Linked DNA regions of Mus musculus: region 2 is linked to region 1. A link is a contact called in public Hi-C data. All regions are on one chromosome and are shown on one strand. Each heading gives the region's core, a stretch centred on a gene start, on an enhancer-like site or on the middle of the called end of the contact. The rest is flanking DNA. Distances are from core to core; before and after follow the strand shown.

Region 1 (6,763 bases), core at 2,022-4,521:
GTCTTTGTAATCAGGGTCTTCTGCTGCATTTGAAGCTTGAAATCACACGTAATATAATAGAGACACATAATGTAATAGAATATAATTCTCAGTAACTTTAAATAGTATGTTACACAGATATTTAGATCAGTTTTTATATTATTTTTCAGATTTGAAATTATTGAAGGTTTAGAGCATCTCTCTATGTCTTCTTCTCAGCTGCACAGAAGGCATAAATACCGCTTTGTACATCTGTATGCACCGAGACCTGCCCCTTTTCACATTGGAATGTGTGGGGAATTCTCTTTTTTAATGAATGCATAATATCTATCTTGTATCTGATGATAAACATTTCTTACATACTTTGGAAATACCAGTGTCATCAGTTTTAGTAAAAGCTGAATAAATATTAGGCCTTGCAGTCATCAGAGGATTATGGATGTGAGTGAAGCTGCAGACCCATCTGTGCCCTGCACATCATCGTTATTTCTGTTTACCCACAGGACTTCCTTGAGCATAGACTCCCCTTACGGGACTGCTCAGCCACTGTCTTACCTGCTCCACACCCGTCCGGCTTGCAGAGTCACAGCCCCACAGTCTTCCTTACCATCTTGATCACAGTGTTGAGCTGTGTCAGGGAAGATGAAGCTTGCCAGTTTCTTCTCTCCAGTGCTCAGTGTGTTCTTACTGTAGATGCAAGGTAGATTAATGCTGGATCATTACAGTCTGGAGAATCATAATTGTTCATGTTATTTCTTCCCGTGTGAGACTTCTGATGGCTGTTTTCCTGCTGTGCTTTTTATTTCTGCTGGAGAGTCTTGTCTGGACTTCTGAGCAGTGGCATGCCTTATACCATCTGGTACCTTGTTTACCTCATGGCTTCCAGTCTCAGAAATGTACAGGCCTATGAGCTATTCTTGCTTCAGGAAGTTTCCACAGACTAAAGTTCACCTTCCTCCGTAGTGTAGTGTTTATTATGTTTGCCTCACACACTAACGGTCCCCAATTAAAAATTGGGTGGAAACAATGAAGCTTGCTTCTTTTGGAGACTGGAGAGATGGCTCAATGGTTAAGAGCACTGACTGCTCTCCTGAAGTTCCAGAGTTCAAATCCCAGCAACCACATGGTGGCTCACAACCAGCTGTAATGAGATCTGAAGCCCTCTTCTGGTGCATCTGAAGACAGCTACAGTGTACCTTCCTTCATATCAAGCACTTGTTATGGTATCATTTACCAGCCTCTCAGTAAGTCCTGTGCCAGGTGCACACCACAGGGTTTGTTTTCTCCATTTTTCCCTCTGTGTCCCATTGGTACCCTGACTCATTCTCTACAGTCCATTGAAGCTGGCCATTTCCAAGTATCACCTCAAGATGGTTCCATTGATCTTCTTTTCTTGTTACCCTTTTAGGGAGAAGTTTCTCTAACTTCTCTTTATGTATTTAGTTTTAACTTCTCTACTTATTTTACAGGAGTTATCATAGACTGATATGGAAGTTAGACACAAGTGATCTCTCTGTTAGTCAGCAAGCCCCCATGCCCTGGACCACACATTTATCAAGCAGCAGTCTTGGCACCGGAAAATGGAGTCCTGTATAAAGTGTGTGTTTAACAACTCCAATGAAGTTGAGGTAGAGGCTCCATCCCCTGCACTTCAACCAAACAGAAAGAAAACCATTGTATATCTTTCACTTTGTGTTTAGAAGGCAGTGGAGATCCCCCAGTGTCTTGCTTTCAGACATCTGGCAGTGCCTACCAGGAAAGCATTATTTTAAAAGGTCTTAAGTTTCCAGAACCCTAGGTTGTTCCCTCCCATCTTTGCCCTTGCTATTTTGTGACCAGGAACAGTTTTCCTATTGTAACCTTGTGTGAAAGACGTTTAGAAACAATGTATCTTCCTGTTGGTCCAAGCATAGTATCTGGGCTGAGTGCAGACTTGCTCTGTAGCCCCTGACCTTGTCAGTTACTCTGAGGCAGCAGGCTTTAATGAAACGGACTTGAGCTTTGCTTGGAAAGGACCTCGTGAACCTATATGCGGGATGTATATTCATTAGTGAGTCCTTCTCTGTTGATATTTGCTGTGCTAGACTCAGCTGCATTAATCCACAGTTAGATGATTATGACTGCACTGAAGCAGATGTCAATCACTGGAGTCTGATCTGAATCATGAGCCAGGTAAGGTCATCCCACCAGTGTGTGAGGCGCTTGCTCCTGCCCTCACAGGGAACGCTGGAAGTTGTGGGGGCCAATGAGACAAAAGGAACTTCACAGCAGAAGATTTCTGATATACTTGGGGTACCGTTTGCTTAAATGTATGTCAAACAACTTAAACCTGGCTACTAACTACCAGACTCCTTTATTAAACTTAGTGTATATGGCTATAGAATATAGAAAACGATCAATACGATCAATATTGACTAATGATGGAAAATATGATGAGGAACCAAATACGTGGCTGTGACATTGTGAGGCAGCCAGAACACAGGTGACAACAGTTAATTATGTAGCACCCACGGAATAAATGAAATTAGTGACCTTGTGAACCTATATACTGGATGTACATTTACTAGAGAGTCCGTCTCTGTTGATATTTGCTTTGCTAGGCTAAATTAACAAGGAGAAAATTCTTGCCACACACAGTGGAACTACTTCTAGATGTTCCCATGGTACAGAGGGGGGCAGTCTGACCCAAATTCAGGAAAGGGTTGATTTAAATTATTTTATTCTATTGTTTTTTCCCCCTCTGGTGTTGGTCAAAAACAAACAGGCCCAGCAGATGAGACCCACTGTGCAGTTAGAGAAGAGATGGAAAGGCCAGAGTTTTCCAAGGAGCAGGCAGAGCACAGTGGGGTGTGCAGGGTATGGAGGCGCTGGCTCTGCTCTGCGGGTGTTTATGTTCATCTGCTAGGGAACCCATTACCAGGTGTGTGACTCATGCACAGTTCCTCCTTTGGGAAATGACAATAACAATGCTATTGATTTTCTGATGAGACTGTAAACAGTAAATGAGAAAGCTACAAAATAGCTTGTTAGCAGTGGCCAGGATTTTAACAGCACTGAATAAAATATGACTATTATTCTTTTTAAGCATTGTCTTAAAATGTCTTTACATTTTTCTGTAACAAATATCTCTTTCTACTTCTATTTACAATCTGCATATTCAGTCTTTATTTTATTTTTAAGATTTTTAAAATTAAAAGGCAGGTGGTAGAGAGGGGACTTAAGGTAAAGGACTAATGCCACCTGACTTACAGTGTGGGCCAAGCCCGGGTGAGCACTGCTCTGCCCAGAGGAGGGCAGCAAGGCTGTAACTGGTAGACAGATGGTGTCTATGGCTGCAGTGACTCCTGCAGGAGGCAGGGATGTGAGCAATGGGTTTTGTGGCTGCCACTGAAAGCACCAAGCTCAGTAACATCCTATATAAGTACAAATAATATAGCTCTAGTTAAAGGTTTTGATTTTACTGTTTTGTTCAGCTTCCTATTGTCTTTCTATTATTATATTCATTTTTGACACCATTATGGTACAGAAATAAAAATAACAAAAAGTCACATTGATTACCGTGTTATTGTTCAATTTATGTATGGCTTTATCTTCTGGTATTGAGTTCTAAAATGAGTTTTCAGTATAGAAATGCCTAGGTCTTTGTCCTTAAATATTATAATGCCACAATCGAAACATACTTTAAAACCTGATTTTAAATTTTCATGTTTTTACTTTGTGTTGTTTTAATAGTGACTTAAATATATGTTTTCCTAACATAGCCTAGGTGGGCACAGGGCCATATGAACAGTTGTGAAATTCACAAATATTAAACACATATTAAGATTTCTCCTGATTTTTCTATGGGCATTTGAACTGTAAAGCTAAGTGTATAAAGAAGTTACACAAGCCGTGGAAGCATCTATCAGGGAAGACAGATTGCAGGAGACAGGGCTTTCTTCACAGCTTCTCCTGACCATGTTCACGAAACCTCACAGCAGTTAGAAATCATGAGTAGTTGGCTTGCTGTGAATCACACCACTCTGGAACCCTGAAGAACAAGGGTTGAATCTGATACTTTAAAATTCTCTACTGTAATGTGGTTCCTTCCACTCAAAGGCATTTCTAAGTATGTGTGATTTTTGAAGCTCATGGGGCACAGTGATAAGGGGAGAATTATGCTACTCATGATGCCACAGGCTCACTGTCATGTGACCTTTCACGAGGTATTTTGCCTTCTGGCTTTGTCTTTGCTCGTGGGTAAAAATGGAGATTGCAATGGAGCTGAGGTTTGTGAAGAAGTATCAACAAATTACCCAGTACACACTGAGTTCATGATCATGTTGGGCCCTCCTGTGATTATTGTTTTTAATTGAATGCTGAGACTGAGGCAAGTCGCGTCTTCCTGGTCTGTCAGTGGGTCTCTACCCTGTTCATCCATCCTTACTTCAGCTTTATATTTCAATGGAAAACCTCTGGCATTGTGGAGCCATGAGCGCTTGGGTTTGAGGTCCATGTCTGCTTATGGCCTGAGTTTAAGCAAATGCTACAGCTTTTCTAAGACTGGGGTTCTCTTGGAATTACAGAAGTGGTGTGCAGCTCAGTGAGGTGATGGGTGTGAACAGATCTAGATCCTGGTAATTTGTGAAAATTGTTGGTAAAATGTAACTCACCTGATTTCTTAGTTTTGTTCTACAGTAAGGCCCAGTATGGTAAATATCTATACTGACTTTTCCAAAGGCCTTTTCAGCTATGTAAAATGCAACCTTCTAGCATTCAGATTCCTGATCCGCAAGTGCAATTCTCAGCTTGCTCTCTCCACAAAGCAAAATTTGGCTAATAACATGAAAGGTGAATAAGTTTTTACAAGGGGAGAGATGGGGAGATGGGGAGGGACAGAGAGGGGAGGAGGGGGAGAGAGAAAGAGAAAACCAGAGAGAGGGGAGAGGAGAAGAGAAGGGGAAAGAAAAGAGAGACACAGTTACAGTGATCTCCAGAGTGAGTTAATTAGAAACAAGGTAAGAAGTAAATATTGGAAAATGTTTTTTCCAACTCCTGTCCTGCTTGTCTGAGAGGAAAAACAGTTTATACAGCACAGTGGGTGGTCACACCTGCGTGCACAATAGAGCCCCTTCTGGTGTTTTCTGAGTGTGGAAGACATAAAACAGTTAGAGATGGAGGCAGTGCACCTGTGTGCTTTTGGCCATGACCACTATGTACTCAATGGCCAAGTGTTCCAGACAGGAGTGTTCTGAATCTAACTTTACATAAAAAGTGAGGCCAGCTTTTCTATCTTGCAAATTTTGAGAGGCCCTCTGCCCCACAACTAGATCATGGGAAAAAAATAAGTGCATGGACGAATCCGGTTTCATCCCAGCTTCATGAAATACATACAGTGATTGAAATGTGTATCCTGTAGTGGAAAAAATTAATTTTGTTCTTTTTTCTTATTTAAAGTAAAAAAAAAAAACATGAAAATTAAACACTAACTCTGGGCAGCCAGCTATGCTGGATAATTGAAGCACAGCTTAGATGACATCAAGCTGAGCTGATGTTGAGTGGCTTCATCCACTTTAGGGACATGAGACAGTCCAGAGATGTGCTGCCTGGTGTGGCTGTGTTAATGTTTTGAAATGGAATTCATAAAGAGAACTGAGTTGGTCTTGTCTTTTGTAAGGCAGCACACTCAGCACACTCTGAAACCTGTCAACTGAGTGTGGAAATATCAGCTCTTTAAAGCTACTCTGCTCATAAACCCAATTAGATGCCATGTATTTTTGATATATCAAAAGTTTGGTAGATTTCTTGCAGCCAATTACGTGATAAAAGCTAAACAATCGATTGTGAGGTGATTGTTGCCACTAATGTGGTTAAAATTTAAGAGCTATGAATCCACTTGCACCTGAAGTACTGAAGAAACTGCAATGAGCATTTTATACCTCAAGACACGACACAGCGACATTAATAGAAACGCTTGCAGCAGAATCAAAGTCCTAAGTGAACAGGAATTTCCCCTTAACGGAGCTTTTAAACCTCCCTCCATCATCGCAGGGTAATAGCTTGGCAGTAATGCACGTTGTTAGAGAAGCAGGTGCCTGCACAAATATTAATCTTACATTATTGCTGCTAATATGCAGCTGATTTGAATATTAAAATAGCCCAAAGGCTCTTCAGCATTATGTGATTCTGAAACAGCAACAGTTCTCTCTTCATGTAAGGTGTGCCTAACACATACATTGAGAGATTTCATAGTTACTTAAGTTAAGTAAATGTATTGATTTATAATGGTGACAAAGCCTAAAGTTAATTTAGTTCTTATGGAAATGCCCTTGCTATTATCTTCAGACTGTCTCTTAGGTGGTAACAAAATCTTGATCATGCCAGTTGTTTAACCTCAGAAACTTTGCACAGTCATCTTTGTGATTCCTAGAACTACTGATATAAATTCAGGAATAAATTATTGAATAACAGATGCTAACACAGAGTGAGCTTCATATACAAGACTCTGGAAATACTTTGCAACAAGATTTTAAGACAGATTCTGTTATTTCTACTGTGTGAATAAGGAAAATGTGCAATGACTAAGTCTAACTTATTAATCTGAATGAGAGCACACCGTGATGCAGTGTCTAAGCCTAGGTTATTGTTAATATGAGCAGAAATCACAGCTTAAGCTCTTCATGATGAATATATGATGAAGACAAATCGAATTAAGCAAGAAGATTTATCAAAGGGAAATATACACATGTGCGACAGATGGCCAGATGCAAGTGGCTGTACTTTGTATGGTGAGCAATCTGTGGAC
Region 2 (6,610 bases), core at 3,682-6,181, 340 kb after region 1:
CAACTTATATAAAGGCAAACATTTAATTGGGGCTGGATTACAGTTTCAGAGGTTCAGTCCATTATTATCATGGTGGAAAGCATGGTGGCCTGCAGGCAGACATGTTACTAGAAGAGCCATGAGTTCTACATCTTGATCTAAAGACATCCAATAGGAGGCCTGTCTTCCCACAGGCAGCCAGGAGAGACTCTCTCTTCTTCACTTGATGGAGCTTGAGCAATAGGAGCCCTCAATGCAGGCTTACACAGTGACAGACTTCTTTCAATGCCACACCTACTTTAACAAGGCCTAATAGTGCCACTTCCCATGGGCCAAGCATATTCAAACCACCACAGGTAACCATGAGGGATTCCATATGGCCAGCATTGGAATGCAACAAATGCTGACTTGGGGACTGAGTCATTCATTTGTCTCAGAGAGAGGGGATACACAGGGCAAGGGCATCTGAGATGTCAACCAGAGAGAAGCATAGAGTGTGCAAGGGTCTGCCTATGATCCTGTCTAGAGAACTCATACATTTCTTATGCAGGCCTTAAAACAACCCTGTTCAAAAGAATCAATAACTTTGCTGAGGTCATGTGAAGGGTAAGCTAACTTTGTGAGAGGTGAGATGACTGAGAGAACTTAGTTGGTTTGGGCCGTGCAGATGGAAAGACTCAAACTCTAGTGAATTTTATCCCTATAAGGAGGTCAGGCATTTCTCTTTTACTGTAAATATTTGTCCCAAATTAATTCCTCAACAAAAACCTAGTCTTATATTTCACATTCTTTGTCATCCCAAAGATATTTTAATACCAACCGTGGGCCAGGCATTGTGTGGGAACTGACATATCTCAATAAAGAAAACAGATAAAGATACCTTATGGGTTTCTGAGGCACTGTGCGGGGATTGAAATATCTCAATAAAGAAAACAGATAAAGATAAGTTATGAGTTTCTGTTTGTTTGGGGGGAAGTATTTTTAAGATCAAGTTAAGAATGCATTATCTAAACAATGTTAATATTTCCCTTGGAGGAACAAAGTCATTTCTTACCTAATTATCACTCTAGTTCCCTAAATAAAGATATTAAGCAGAGAATGCCTTGAATCATTAAGAACCACCCTGAGCACACACAGCTGCCATTAGCTGAGATCCACTCTTTAAATGGCCTTTCTTCCCTACACCAAATATGATTTTGTTTTAGAGAACACATGATAAGAGGACATTTACTTCAATCAAAGCTGAGGGAAATAGACCTTTAAAAACAAAGCCCCCGTTGTTCAAAGTTTGTTTTTTTGAAATATTCAAAGCTCAAAAGAAAAAAAAAGAAACCTTCATGAAGCAGAAAGCTTGTTTGACCTTTACTCCCTAACCGTGATAAAAACACGGGTTCTTTTGTAATAAGGCAGACACAGGCTACATTTCAAGATTTGTTATTTCTGTAATTCCATGTTGACAGGTTCAAACTGAGTTTTAAAATGTGATACTCGTTCCTACTAGTTCTAAGTTCTGAAGATAAAGAGCTGGTGTGTGCAGAACAGCTGGATCTAATTAGAATCCAAACTTCTGACTCCATTTGATCCAACTTCCCCATCTGTCTGGAGTCATTTCACCATAAATAGTGCAAGCTCTTAATTCCAGTCAATACCAGAAAACCCTGATAATCGCAGATCCTGTTATTCAGGGTCGCTGACATTTCTGTTGATCATCTTAGCATTTTACATGGGCTGACTCTGCAATTTAGAGTTTCCCCATCAATGACCAAGGAAGAGGGAAACAAGGATTTCGTGCTATGTAACTGTGTATTTGTTTTTAATGGGGATATCACCCAGTCTGCTAAGTGCTTGTTACCCGAGCATAAAGAACCCGGTCTTGAACACCAGATCCACGAAGAGCTGGGCATGTAGCATGTCTATGTAATGACAAGATTAGGAGGATCCTTGGCACTGATTATTCAACAAGTGTCAGGCCAATGAAAGACCTTGCCTTAAAGAAAAGGTGGGTAGAAACTGATGACTGACACTTGAGGTTGATCTCTGGCTTCTAAATACATTTGCACACACACCATCACATCAATGAGCTCATACACAAATCCTTAAAGTACTGAATTTAAGAGCACACTATTCTCTAGTTCTACCCATCCCTATCTTCATGTTTAATAGCTGTGTTTCATGCCTTGTATGGAGTGTGTATAACCCTCAACATGACTCTTTAAATAGTACATTGTAGTTTTAATAGGCAGATAGAATTAAGAATGTTACCCAGGGCCAGGCAGTGGTGGCACAGGCCTTTAATCCAGCACTTGGGAGACAGAGGCAAGCAGATTTCTGGGTTTGAGGCCAGCCAGGTATAAAGAGTGAGTTCCAGGACAGCAGAGAAACCCTGTCTCAAAAAGAAAAAGATCAAAAGCAAACACACAAACAACAAAAAGAGAATGTTACCCAGGTAAAATTCAGAGTCCTTTGTACCAAGCCAATTGATTTCAGAAGTGGAGACTGAGGGTCTTGGAAGAAGAAATTACCCAATTCCCAGCCAATGGTCAGACTGACTGGAGCAGGAAACTGCTGGGGGAAAAGCCTCTCCTGCCATGTATATAGGCTCACTTCTTAGGTCATGTAAGTTTGTTGTCCATCCTAGCAACCAGAGGGTGAAGAGAAAAAGATTATTTGCCCCAAAAAATTCCTATAAGCATTTTTAGAATCTATGGCCCTACACATCTATGTATAAGGCTTGGTACCTTGTTTACATGGATGCCATTTGTAGCCTGTTCACAGATCAACATTCTTTTTAGTGGCTAAACAGTGCTTTTTGTGTCTGTGTAAGTACTAGAATTTACAAGGCTATTTCATTGTGTGGGAAGTCACCTCCAATTTGCTTATACAAATCCATACCAACCTTATTCATCGCTCTTTGGCACACATCAGTCTACATCTGATTGGAATCTATGTGTCATCAGAGATATACTTTTAACCCTCATAACCTGAGTTGCAAAATTGTCTTCTGAAAATAATCCTGAGTAACCATAATAATTGTGCAAACCCTAATATAATTCATGACTCATTTTAACATGAAAGGTTGTTTTCTGTATTTACAAAACATTCTAGATATTATTTTCTAAGAATCTCATGTTTGATTAATAAAATATATCATTTTATTTTTATTTGCATCAATTAAAATGATACAGGATGTCTTTCACAGTTCTTGAACATGCATACATATAAATATGTATGTATGTGCTTATATAACAGTAGAAAGAGAGCATTTTTAATAACTGTTTATAATAACGGAATCTTGGTGTGGCTGAGATACACAGTAGCGAGTGCAAGAGAGAAAACAGAATATTTCCAAACCTGCTTATTTGATGATAAATAGGAAAAATCATGCTCATAGAATTATTAAAAACATGTGGGGGGGGGCTGTACACAGGCCTCAGTTTGTAGAATACTTGAGTAGCATATGCAAAACCCTGGGTCTGGCTCCCCAGTGCCAAGTACACATCGACCCTCACACTCAGAAGGTGGAGGAAGGAATGTCAGGAATTCAAGACCACCCTCAGGTAGATAGTGGGTCTGAAACCTGAGCTACACAAAACACCATGTGAAAACAAAACAAAACAGGGAAATGCCTGTGAAAATAGATAGTGGGATGCCCATGCATTTGTGCATTTCTGCATGTGCATCAGAAGTTTTCAGTGGAAATCCAGACACTGCTCCTGGGTTGGACAGTGAGACTGCGCAGTAGACACTGAGCCACAGAGTGCTCCGCTCCATCTTCTCCAGGCAGAGAAAGCAGAATTAGAAGGCAAGCCTCCAACTCCAGCTGAATGCTGAATGCTTGAAGCCTTTCAAGGTTGAGTAGACTCCATTGTCTCCTGGATGAATCACTTGCCTTCTCTGAAACTCAGTTTTGCCATCTTTAAAATGAGAGGACAGAGATGAATAAACAGAACTCTTTGCTCTCATAAAGAATATTGGGTTTCATATGCATAAAGTTTCATTCTCCAGTTATGTTTCTAGAACAGCACTGATCTTAATTTAAGGAAAACAAGATCTGTGTATCCCTGTATATGCAGCTTAAGGGAGTTGAACCACTTTCTTCTACCCTATAGTCAGGTGACTTAGAAACCAATCTTTTTTTTTTTTTTTTTTTTGCCTTAAATTGAATTTTCTGAACAAAACTATTTCTTGGCCAAGATGATTTATAAGATATTTTAGACCCTAAAGCATTCTAAGAAAGTCATAAACATCTGTGAATGGAGACAGTGCCAGCTGACTACATATTTCTTTATCTCAAGAAAAACCTGTGGGATATGTTAAATGCCATTTTTCATTGGAATGGAAAAGCCCTTCATTGTTTTTCCACATAGATATTAGAAGTGTGCATATATACCTTAATCTGTGAATATATGTGTGCTGCCACACATATGTATGGCTTATATTTTTAACTTAACTTGTTATAACTTATTTTTATGTAGATGTGTATAAATGCACACAAAGTGGGTTCATGTGAATGTAGAGGCCAGAGGTCAACCCCAGGCATCACTCCTCAGTAGCTGGCTTTCTTGTTTTTTGAGACAAGAGCTCCCATTGAGGTCTTGAGCTCAGCGCTTACTCTCAGGTGCTTACAGAAAGCCCCTTGGGAGCCTCCTATTCTGTCTTCTCAGCAGGGAGATTGGAAGGGCTGAGATCAGGCCTCCATTCCTGCAAAGCAAAAACTTTATAAAGGATCATTTTAGCTCATACTTTGCAGATAACATTTGAAGAAGCCATGGCATAAAAATCTGGTTTTGATTTTTAAAAGTGCATTCATTTTAGTGTGTGTGTGTGTGTGTGTGTGTGTGTGTGTGTGTGTGTGTGTGTGTGCTGTGCTGTGCTGTGCTGTGCTGTGCTGTGCTGTGCTGTGCTGTGCTGTGCTGTGCTGGCACATAAAGATCAGAGCACAACTTTAAGAGTCAGTTCTCTCCTGCCCCCTTGTGGGATGTAGAAATGGTACCTAGGTAGTCAGGCCTGTATGTAAGCACTTCTCTCCTTGGAGAAATGCAGGCAGCCCAACAGACTCATTTCCTACAAGTGCATCAGTGCACAACAGGGTGCTATGTGCTGGGTGTCCATACCACTCAGAGGCAGGTCATTTATGTTTATAGTCAAGATATGAACACTTTGTGCATTTAAGATGCCAATAAGGTTGGGTTCTATCTGACATTCAGGCCCTGTCTTTTGTTTCATTTGTTTCTGGAAACAGTGGCATTCATTGTAAAGAGACAATGAGGGGCACATTGCAGAGGACCTGAGGGAAATGGCAACAGGGCATTCTGTCTATCGGCCCAGGGCAAAGTCCTCAAGTGTAACCTGGGTGTTCACTGCATCCAGTTGACACATGAGGATGCTACTCCCTAGTGAAGATTCTATAATTTCAGGGCACTCTCACAGGATCAAACTTCTGGAACTCGCTCCCATAGCTAGGCTAATGGGCCATGGTTAGAAAAAGAAGACAGCTTTCAAAAGCTGAGCTAAGCAGCAGGGCACCTAACCGATTCTAAAGGCAGAAAATGACTCAGAAAGGAACTCTTTAGCATAGACTTCCAACAGGATAGAGCTCATGAAGAGCGTGAACTCAGTCAAAAGTAGCCTGTCCACAGAGGCTCACAGTGCAGACTTCTGTTATATACTATTTCCTTACACTAACATGACATGGTTGAAACCAACATATTCTGAAAGTAATAATTATTTCTGCTCATGATTGAACACCATAGCCATAACTAACTAGTGCCTCAATTAAATTAGCCACAGCCTGTTTCTATAATAATAATAACTATTATTATTAAGAACCCTTTAAATTAATAAATGAAATTATGTTGTAATAATACATGATAAATTTTATAATAATTATTACTAATAAAATATTAATGTATCAGTGGCCATGTTATAAGTTCAAAATCATTTCCCTTGTCTAGGAATTGCTTTCTTTGGCCACCATCTAAAGCTCTGGATTCATGTTGAAATGTCCCTGTCCTCTCCAGGATGCAGCTGTAGCCACATAAGCCATCTTGCTGGAGTTATCCCCTACCTCTGGTCAATGATAACAGATGTAAGAAAGATTCTCCAAATCCCTCTGTCACCATGTGTTCTGTCTTAGGTTATCTTGTTGCATTCTAGTGTAAGAGAGACAGAGTGACCAGCATCCTGATGTCTCACCTGAGGCCCATCTTACCTGGAGGATATCCATTAGTTCTGAGTACTTCTGGTGGATCTTCCTGAGTGATGAGTGTTGTGATCAATTTCCATGTGGAGTCTGTTGGGGGTTACCAGGGCTTCTCGTTTCTTGGAAGAGATGTTATGCCTGCCCAAAACCACCCATCCATCCAGACCAGAGAAAATGACACAGGAGAAAATTAAATTCTGCTAAGATTCACTGTCATCGTACACTATGCATATTCATTTATATGTGTGTTCATCTCTGTCTCTCTGTCTCTCTCTCTGTGTCTCTCTCTCTGTCTCTCTCACACACACACATACACACACCCACACCCACACATATGTATGTATATGCTTGAAATAACTAAGAGTACAGCAATAGTCAAAAATGTTGCCATAGCCATATATCCAGAAGATGTTCCAACTGGTAAGAAAG

What was found. A called contact is a pair of places that touch in the nucleus more often than the background predicts.
Region 2: a contact with region 1 is called in a Hi-C map of cerebellum, with 3 times the contacts expected there. The contact joins two enhancer-like sites. A contact is called at or near these places in 11 of 484 Hi-C or Micro-C datasets (Sertoli cells, brain, cerebellar granule neurons and 7 more).

Annotation. Positions count from the first base shown.
Region 1 is chr3:156,768,975-156,775,737 of GRCm38.p6, forward strand. The region is part of intron 1 of Negr1 (neuronal growth regulator 1); the gene reads left to right. Among named protein-coding and RNA genes, the nearest start is that of Negr1, 210 kb to the left of the region's middle. Within about 2 kb of position 3,272, at least 10 of the 459 cell types and tissues checked have an H3K27ac peak or open chromatin away from gene starts, as enhancers often do. A contact at or near this core is called in cerebellum, cerebral cortex and rod photoreceptor, where this site is marked.
Region 2 is chr3:157,104,595-157,111,204 of GRCm38.p6, forward strand. All of the region lies in intron 4 of Negr1 (neuronal growth regulator 1), which reads left to right. Among named protein-coding and RNA genes, the nearest start is that of Gm24373, 100 kb to the right of the region's middle. Within about 2 kb of position 4,932, at least 21 of the 459 cell types and tissues checked have an H3K27ac peak or open chromatin away from gene starts, as enhancers often do. A contact at or near this core is called in cerebellum, cerebral cortex and rod photoreceptor, where this site is marked.